2 separate regions of the Oryctolagus cuniculus genome follow, and region 1 is linked to region 2. Evidence: chromatin contacts called from public Hi-C data. All regions are on one chromosome and are shown on one strand. The core of a region is the stretch at or near the end of the contact, and the rest is flanking DNA. Distances in the headings are between cores, read along the strand shown. Region 1 has its middle 140 kb from the start of NCKAP5. Region 2 overlaps MGAT5 (alpha-1,6-mannosylglycoprotein 6-beta-N-acetylglucosaminyltransferase).

The links. A called contact is a pair of places that touch in the nucleus more often than the background predicts.
Region 1: a Hi-C map of skin fibroblasts shows a contact between it and region 2, with 4 times the contacts expected there. The contact joins two enhancer-like sites. A contact is called at or near these places in 4 of 6 Hi-C or Micro-C datasets (ear pinna, embryonic fibroblasts, skin fibroblasts and 1 more).

What each region holds. Positions count from the first base shown.
Region 1 is chr3:109,700,115-109,705,249 of mOryCun1.1, forward strand. No RefSeq gene overlaps it. Among named protein-coding and RNA genes, the nearest start is that of NCKAP5, 140 kb to the right of the region's middle. Within about 2 kb of position 1,352, at least 1 of the 8 cell types and tissues checked has an H3K27ac peak or open chromatin away from gene starts, as enhancers often do.
Region 2 is chr3:109,172,420-109,177,099 of mOryCun1.1, forward strand. It overlaps MGAT5 (alpha-1,6-mannosylglycoprotein 6-beta-N-acetylglucosaminyltransferase), which reads right to left. Exons shown (of 17, transcript XM_051849614.2): 13 at 1,893-2,039. Among named protein-coding and RNA genes, the nearest start is that of TMEM163, 310 kb to the left of the region's middle. Within about 2 kb of position 2,107, at least 1 of the 8 cell types and tissues checked has an H3K27ac peak or open chromatin away from gene starts, as enhancers often do.

The sequences.
Region 1 (5,135 bases), core at 102-2,601, 530 kb after region 2:
TGAGTGGCAAGGACCCAAGTACTTCAGCCATCACCTGCCATCTCCCAGGTTAGGGAGGAAGCTACAGTCATAAGTGGATCCTGTTCTTGACCCAGGCACTCTGGTACGGGATATGAATGTCCCAGGAGGCATTGTGACTGCTGTGTCAAACACCCACCAGGGGCTGGCATTGTGGCAAAGCAACTAAAGCTGCTGCCTGCAATACCGGCATCCCATGTGGGTGCCAGTTCCAGTCCCTACCACTCTACTTCCCATCCAGCTCCCTGCTAATGCACCTGAGAAAGCAGTAGAGGATGGCCCAAGTGCTTGGGTTTCTGCACCCAAGAGACCCAGAGGAAACTCCTGGCTCCTAACTTAGGATTGGACCAGTCCCAGCTAGCGGGGCCATTTGGGGAATGAACCAGCAGATAGATGATCTATTCTGTCTCTTTATCTCTCTGCATATCTCTGACTTTCAAATAAATAAGTAATTTTTTTTTTTGACAGGCAGAGTGGACAGTGAGAGAGAGAGACAAAGGTCTTCCTTTTGCCGTTGGTTCACCCTCCAATGGCCACCGCTGCAGCCGGCGCACCGCGCTGATCCGATGGCAGGAGCCAGGTACTTATCCTGGTCTCCCATGGGGTGCAGGGCCCAAGCACTTGGGCCATCCTCCACTGCCTTCCCAGGCCACAGCAGAGAGCTGGCCTGAAAGAGGGGCAACTGGGAAAGAATCTGGCGCCCCGACCAGGACTAGAACCCGGTGTGCCGGCGCCACAAGGCGGAGGATTAGCCTAGTGAGCAGCGGCGCCGGCCGAGGTCCTTGATTCTGATAAATACTTTTAAATCTCTTTGCCTTCCGCCTGGAAATTCTTCTTCCATGTGAGACAAAAAACCGAGGTAACAATAATTTCTCCGCCGTGGTTTTCCCATAACAGAACCACCCAGAGAAAGCCAAAAATGCTCTCCAAACCAATGGCTGAGAATTGTCTACCTCTGGTTTGCCCATCTCCAGCTTCCACATGCCAACAACCTGCTGCTGGGACACACTGGAAACCCTCCATTTTCTTCTTGCTGCCCAGTCTGCCTTGTTTTCTGAGGATGGAAAGGCTTTATTTGGAAAAGCCCTCCAAAGAAGAGTATTGTTTGGGGGAGGGAGGAAGAGAGAGAAGGCGTGGAAACCATGTGAGTGCTCAGTTTTATCACACCTACTCTGTTTCATATCATTCTCCCAACCTCTCTGTAAAGTAAATATCATTAGCCACATTTTAGTACTAAGAAAACCAAAGGTTAGGCAGCGTGCCTAAGGCAACACAGCTGAAGAGAGGAGATTAGATTGAGTTCTCCTTGTAAACCTAGCCCACACTCTTGACTCCTAGGCACTGCCTGTCAAGGCTAGGGAACTGGATGGACAAGATCAGAGCACTCTGCCTTCGGTCCCTAGGACAGTGCATCCCAACTGCTCAGGGCGGAGGCAAGTCTGATGAATCTCCAGTCTCTTTGACTGTGCTTACTGTATTGGACTAGTTTGGCACAACCCTTGCCACAAATGACTCGATAGCTGGTTTGCCACATCCCTGCAGGTTCGGCTAGGCTGAGCTGATCACAGCCTTGGCTAGCATCACCATGTCAACTTGCTACATACCTTTCTCTTGCTCCCTGTCACTTCCTGTATCTGTCTCCTGGTGGAACAATAGCCCAAATGAGAGCATTTCAGGGTTATGGAGGGACAGACTTTGGGCCCAGTGGTTTACACACAGGTGAAGCCGCAGTGCCTGAGCCCACGCTTCCTGCTAACGCACAGCCTCGGAGACAGCAGTGATAGTTCAAGTCATTGGGTTCTCGACACCCACATGGGAGACTTGGATTGCATTCCTGGCTCCTTGTATCAGCCTGGTGCAGCCCTGGCTCTTACAGGAATTTGGAGTTGTCTCCCTGTCTCTCAAATAAATATTTTGCAGTTTATGGAAAATGGAACTAAAATACGATTTTATTTTTGTACAAAAATAGTTGAATTGTATGTATCTGAGGTGTCTTCAAAAAGTTCCAGAAAAACATGTACTGTGAAGAAACTATGGTGGATTTCAAAGTTATGTTTTGCACCAAAGTAAACGTATCTTTTAATTCCATTTGTCTGCAAAATTTTTGAAGGCCCTTGGTAGCTCCCGCCTGCGCAGCACCCTGCAGACCACACTCAGAGTGGCGGTCGTGCAGAACTTAGCCACTGCACCCCAGCCTGGTCCCCAGCCGGCAGAATATAGCTGCCCGGTGAGCTCCGTTTCCTCCTACTAAGCACAGCATAATCTAGGTATTTTACACCAGGGAGCATTCGCAGCTGGATCTAGATAAATAATTTGACAATGTCCTCATTCACGAGGAAGAATATCTATAACTCCTTTGAGATGTGAAATGAAATATTTTCCAAGTTCCCTTTGCTCTGCCTGTGCTGTTAATTATAGCGTAATTCTGGCTGTTGCTATGCATTGGGGCTAAGCGGCAGCTGAATCATTTAAGAGCTGCCGTCTCCACGAGGACTTGATAAGGTGTTTGGGCATCCTCACGGGGTGGGGTGAGGGAGTTGTTGTGCCTGTAATTTTTCATTTCTTGTGGCACCCACGGGATTTCTGTGTGCTCCTAAACAGATGTATTTAAATAGTCTGCATTACTTAGGATTGTGTGTGTGTGTTTTTTAACTGAAAGACAAATGTGGATTTGCTGCCATCTCTCTCTCTGAGCAGTAGACACCTGAGCAAATGTATTTTCCAATCTGTTTCTTTGAACCTGGGCTTGGCTTGGCTTGTCTCCTTCCGGGTGGGCGTTGCTGCCTCCCTGTTTGTGCTGCTCACTTTCAGGAACACCTGAGCACTGGAAACCGCTCGCACTTGCAGCCTTTTGTTTCTCAGACACACTTTTCTGGTGCCACCCAGTGGCCAATTAGGTTGACTTCAGGACATCGAGTTGTGACTGGGCCATCTTGCTGGCAAAGCTGGACTCATTGTGCTTAAAGAAGACCCCACACATTTGGAAAACTGAGGTACCTTAACACAGTGTTCAAGGACGTGACCAGGTAGAAGAGTTTGAAGGATTTCCCTCCGAAGACTCTATTAGAACATAGTTGTTTTTTTTTTTTTTTAAGGCTCTCTGATTTGGGCTTCAACTTGAACTTGGACTCTAAAGCTTGCTCACTGGGTGACACCAAGTGCATTACTTAATGTCTCCCAGCCTGGCTTATTTGTCCATAAAAAGGATATAATAATAATAATAATATTGTGAGGATCAAATAAAATAGCAATTTTACATATAAAATAATACATGGAGGCCGGCGCCGTGGCTCACTAGGCTAATCCTCTGCCTTGCTGCACCGGCACACCGGGTTAGTCCCAGTCGGGGCGCCGGATTCTGTCCCGGTTGCCCCCCTTCCAGGCTAGCTCTCTGCTGTGGCCAGGGAGTGCAGTGGAGGATGGCCCAAGTGCTTGGGCCCTGCACCCCATGGGAGACCAGGAGAAGCACCTGGCTCCTGGCTTCGGATCAGTGCAGTGCGCTAGCTGCAGCGCGCTGGCTGCGGCAGCCATTGGAGGGTGAATCAACGGCAAAGGAAGACCTTTCTCTCTGTCTCTCTCTCTCACTGTCCACTCTGCCTGTCAAAAAATAAAATAAAATAAAATAAATAATAATAATAATAATAATACATGGAAAACACAGCTCCTGGCAGAGTGACAGCTCATTTGTTGTCATGGGTATTAGTATTATTCTAATTACTTGGTGTACCTGTAGAGTGCATGGCATACAATAGGAACTTACTTGCTAATGATTGTTAGAGTAATCATGGTCTATTCAAAGTTATTATTCAGTTAACAACTAGTTGCCAATCACCTTTTATGCCTTCAAGTCTGTGCCTCGAGTCTGGCACTGAACAAAGCATTCAGGGGGTAGATATTCAATTTTTTTCCCATCTGTGTGCATGGACTTCATCTGAGTGCAAAAGCGTAGGTGAGAAAAGGGTGTGTGTCTGGTACAGGAATGTGGAAAAGGAGGGCAGAGTTGGCGGGAGGATCTGTGCTGCTGGAGCCCTGGCCTGCATGGAAGGAGAGGAGACAGGTAGGTGAGGTCAGTGAACAGCCGAGGGAGGCTAAGGTTATGGGAAGGCTGATGCCAAAGGTTCCTTAGGGGAAGGTGGGGTGACCGTCAGACCGAATGGCGAATCTTCCTGCCGTCTGCATCTTAGATTCCTTGGGCTCCTGTCCCCAGTGCCCACAGACTGGGTGGCTGGGAGCACTGGGAGCGTTTTCTCCCAGGGTGCCGAGGGGAGGCCGGAGAGCTGAGGACAGAGCTCGGGCAGGGCCGCGCCCCTCCAGGGCCTCTAGGGAACCTCCAGTCCTTGCCTCTCCCAGCTTCTGGCAGCACCAGGTGGTGGAGGGCTTGTGACCCTGAGGCTCCAGTCTCTGCCTCTGGAGTCTCCTGTCGCTCTCCTCTGTATGCAGCCCTTTGGCCCTCTCTTAGGGGGACCTGTAATGGAATTTAGCACCCAGGGGCCAATCCAAGGCAATTGCCTGATCTCCAAATCCTTAACCATCTCTGCAAAGAGCCTTTGTCCAAACAAGTTGTATTTACCAGTTCCAGGGTGGAGGGCTTGGCATTTTGGGGGGCACTGTTTAACCTGGTGCACCTTTTTTTTTTTCTATTTTATCCTGAGTCTGTGTTTACTGAACTTCCCAGTCATTTGCATCCCTCTTAAAATGCTCCTTCTGTTTCTCTCTTTCACCTCCTCTACAGTTTCTCTTTCTCCTGCTCTTTTCCCTCTGTCTTCCTTCTGTGAGCTCAGAGTCAGGTGGTCCAAAGTTTACCTGGGAAGGAGTTCTCAGGCAAGGCAAGCTTTTGAGGACTCCTCAGACTTGTCTTCGTCCCCTGCCCCCCTCTCTGCTGCTGCTCTCCAGGGTTTGTGCATGCTGTCTCCTCCTCCTGCAAGGCCCCTGCCCTCTCCATAACACTCCACCCTTTGCTGTGTCACTGCCTCCTCTGCTCCTATCCAGCACCAGCACAGCCTCTTCCAGGAAGTCTCCCCTGACTAGCCTCCCCTACACTGAGAGTTCTGCTTGGTCCTCCTCCCGAGTACTCCCGTGGCATTTGGGGCTTCATATGCTACCTGTCCATCAGGGTC
Region 2 (4,680 bases), core at 857-3,356:
GTCCTGATCTCTGCACCCTAGGACCTGCACCCAGGTGTGCATACGTATTGCTAAGGAATGAATGAACCAACTGACCTCGCAAGAAGAAACCACTCATTGAAATAAAGAATTCAAATGTATGCGACCAGCTGCAGGAAAAAGCAAGCAAGCAAACAAGGGGCCCACGTCAGCAGTTTACCTGGGCCCCAGGTTAACCTTTGTGAGGTCACCTACGCATCTCTTTGCCCTTCCTATGTCTCTTGTTGCCATTTCATGAAGGACAGGAAGGGTCAGAGAAAAGAACTCCCAACGTAATCAATTCCATGAACTGGAGAGATCTGAGTCATCTCTACAGAGTACTTACTGAAAATTCATTGCATGTGCTCTTTGGGAGACAGAATCGGGGAAAGTGAAGGGTTTAAAGCAGCAGACTTGGGGAAGGTATGCCTCCCAAACATTCCTTCTGTGCTGCTGTCACATCATGGGCAGGCTGCCCATAAGGGTAACGCCCCCCAGTGCAAGGCCCTGAGTGACCGGGACGCTGCTTTGACTTCCTGTGCACACGCAGCTTTTAGCACCACTCACTAACCACACAGAAATCTCAAGGAAATCAGCCACAGCTTCCTGCACATACTTGTGTCTGACCAGACACGGGAACATCTGCTTGACCACTCACACTCTGTTGTTAATGACCTTTGCTTACAGCCCTGAATCCAATCCAACCACCCTGGCGATCCATCACCCATTGCGGATTTTCAGGAGAGCTCTGAAGGCAATTCAAAGGAGTCCTCTGTTCGTGCTTCCTGCTGGGCAGGGCTGCTGCACAGGATGGCGCTTGCTGACGGTGAGCTAACATTCAGGCAGGTCACGGCAGCAACCCACGGCACGTCTTTCAGGGCGATGGTCCCTTGAAAACTCTTTGAGCCTTTTACCCTTCACAGCCTATCAAGGACAGAAGATTCTCCTCCAAATAACTGTGTTGATTTCCTTATTACTTACATTATAGCCATGCACAAGATCAGAGTTCCATCATAACCAGAAGGCTAGAATGTCCGTGTTCACCTTAAGATAGACTTGGCCTTACTTCGTGAAGTCAGATGTAGGCTCAAATCCTGGCCAGGCACCAATGTATAAGGTGATACCACCAAGTCATTCATCTCTCTGAGCCTCAAGGCCACGCCAAATGCCCCGCCTCCCACCTCACCATGTTGAATAAAGTTAATAAGAGTGTCAGCCTCCAGTCCATGGGTCTGTCACCCGCAGACTCAATCAGGCACAAACTGAAAACATTTGGAAAAAACTGCATCTCTGAACATGTACAGCTTTGCTTGTCACTACTCCCTAAACACTCTACAATAGTTCTATACAAACACTTATACTCAGTATTTTAAGTAATCTACAGATGACTTAAAGTATACGTGAGGGCCAGCGCTGGCTGTGGCTCAGTGGGTTAAAGCAAGGCCTGCAGTGCTGCCATCCCATATGTGTGCCAGTTCGAGTCCCGGATGCTCCACTTCTGATCCAGCTCCCTGCTAATGCACCTGGGATATCAGCAGATGGTCCAGGTCCTTGGGCCCTTGTACCCAAATGGGAGACCCAGAAGCTCCCAGCTCCTGGCTTTTGAATGGCCCAGTTCCAGCAGTTGCAGCCACTTGGGGAGTGAACCAAGAGATGGAAGACCTCTCTAATTCTTTCAAATAGATAAAATAAAGCTTCTTTAAAAAATAAAGCATACAGAGGATATGCACAGGGTCTGTGCTGTTTTATGCAAGGGCCTCGAGCATCCGCAGATTTGGGGGGCAGTGGGGAGAGCTGGAACCAATGCCCCACAGATACCAAGGAACATAGCAGCATTCCATAAATAGCCACCATCCGTGTAACTGCACAGAGAACGACTTCCCAAAGATGCTTACCTCTCTCAGCGTCGGCTTGCCGATGAAAAAGTCTGTGTTTTTGCTGCTTTTGGGCGGGTTGAACTTGGGGTTCAGAAAAGCACATCCATTTGCAATGGCCTCCAAGGGAGCCGGGCCCTCATAAGGGAACCCAAGTCCAACAAACAACTGTAGGACAGAAAACACACAGCACATAAACACATCAGTCAGGACTGGCATCCCTGGCTCGCAGGGGGCTCTGCTGAGGCCTCCCTGTGCGTGCCTCAGACACGCTGGAAGGGTCCCAGGCCCTGTAGAGAAGTCGGCTCAGACCGGGATCTGAAAAGCATCACGGGGGGTTCTCAGATCCAAACTGCGCAGCTTCCCGCACTTTCCTTCTTCGCTAAGAAAGTGAGGAGGTGGGGGAGGGGTGGGGAGGGGGAGGGAGGTCAGGGGTTAAAAGAAAAAGACAACAACAAAAAGCAAGACCCAACAATCATCTTTCTGTACCTCACCGGGAGACAGGACTGGAAAAACACGCGCTTAACTAAACAGAAGCTTTCTTCACTGAGCCAAGGGAACAAGGGCCCTTTCAGGGCTGTGGGCGGAGGCACAGAGAGGTCACTGGGTGGTTTGATTGCAGTTCAAATGCGACTGCAGTCAAATGATGATGGTAGGGCGGGAAACGCAGGTTTTCACAGCGGGCTCTTCTCTAGGGGCCACCAGCACGCCCTGTCCAGTGCGGGGGAGGGTGGCGGTGGGGGAACGGGTGCAGAGCTGCTCCCCCTGCCAGGCTGCTTCCCTCCCTGGGGTTGCAAACGGTGTGCCTTCCCCACGGCAGGCGACAGATGGCAGCAGAAACACGCGTTCCAAGTCCGGGCCACGGCGGCTATAGCAGCCAGAGCTGCTGTGACAAAGCGGAAGAGCTGCAGCCTGGCGGGCGCTCATTCCTGGGTCCAAAATTGAAATAGCATCTCCCAGAAATGCCTCGCAGAGGGCACCTATCACACTGCTGGCGGGCCCTGAGGGAGTCAAGATCTCTTATTCTGCCTTTTGAATACATACGGAAATAAGTCTTTATGATTCCTTCATATTCATTTAAGAATGAATGAACAAATCCATTGTGAGCTTGTCCCATACACGCCAAGGAACCAGTTCCAAAATTGCTCCAGTCCCCAGAAGCTCATCAAGGGACAAAGGCCAAGTGGGCTCCAAGGCTGTGGCTTCCTCCCGCCCTGGTGTGCAGAACACCATGGGGCCAGCGCTGAGATGTGGCTCCTAGTGCGACATCTGCCCGGCTGAATATGGCTGGGGGTGTTTCTCCCCTCCCTGCTCGGCCATCTTCGCAGCTTCTTTCACAGAATGATTATTTGAAATTAAGGCTTCCCGGGCACACATGAGGATGCAGCATGCCATGGCTGAAACCTTGGAGGGTTACATAGTCGCTAGGGAAATTCTAGGGCAAAAAACTGTCCTCTTAGATCCTCCGTTAACTTTGATACAGGGCAGGAGGCTCATATTTCTGGGCGTTGGGAGGAAGTGCCTTGCTTTTCTTGCAAACCTTGGCTCTCACTGCTTGCAGTACTCCTAGGGGAGGGAGCTGGGGAGAGGGGCCAGCAGAGCTCCACCTGCTGCCTGGGCGCCCTCCCCTTGGGAGAAAGCAGCTGCAGAGACCACATGGGTGAGGGAGAGCATGGCCGCAGGGGCCCAGGGGCTGCAGACAAGGGCCAATCTCTACACCATCCCCAGGCTCACACTTTCCATCTTACTCATTCAGCAAACAGAAAGGAGACTGTCAAGGCCAGCTTAGGAGCACTAGCTGGGGTGGGGCTTGTGGCTCAGAGGTGGGGGTTGGGACTGCCAGCAGCAGAAGGCACAGGACGAAATGGTGCAGAGAGCCAGCTCCTAGACATTCCTGCTTGATTAAAAATGAAGGACCCAGGTTTATCACCCTTGAGACTTTCGATCTCTAGGTTCTGCTTTTTCTCTGACCTTGGCGAGGATGCGTGGGCCATCTAGGAGAAATGAGATGAGCTTGCTCAGGCTGCAGTGGGGAATGGGAAGGCACAGGGCATCCAGATCTGCGACTCTGTGAGAAGACAGGTGCTAGAAGATGCAGCTGGGTTCTGTATGGCAGTCCACAGTGCATCCCGACCTCTCAACATCAGGGCCTACCACGAAGTGCTGATCCCTTCATCACCACTACATTGCAAAGAACAACTCTGCAGTTAATGCATGAGGCACAATGCTCATCTATTTAACAGAAAATCTTGGGGAAAAAAATTTAATTAGCTCCTTCAGACCAACCAGTGTGAACCTATTAATTAAAAGGATTTGAGGCTGTTGCTTAATGGGCTTGAATGCGACCTCGGTTTAATTATAACTGAATAGCAATTTGCACCATCTCTTCTGCCCCGCTGGCACCAGAATATCTCTGTACACATAAAGTAAACACTTCGGGCCAACTCTCCCAAGCCTCACCATTTTAGAATGAAGCTTAAGCAAACACCACACAATATCTTGGCAATGAGTTTTCTCATCACACTAATTAGGATTGCAGGAAATGCATTACGTGGAAACACCAAAATAACAGTTTTCTTTGGTCATTTCTGTCAATAGGCAATCTTTTCCCTTGCTTCCTGTGTACTCATTACCTGTGCATTACAGGGAAGCAGGTGGGCTCAGGACACAGAGCGCATTTGTGGTTGGAAAGACGACAGAGTAGGCCCAGAGAACTCAGCACCACCATCGGCAAACCTCTGTGTGCTGCTGGCGTGGCCACACGTGGGCACCTTAACCACACAAAAACGTTTCCCTCCTTCCAAATGCT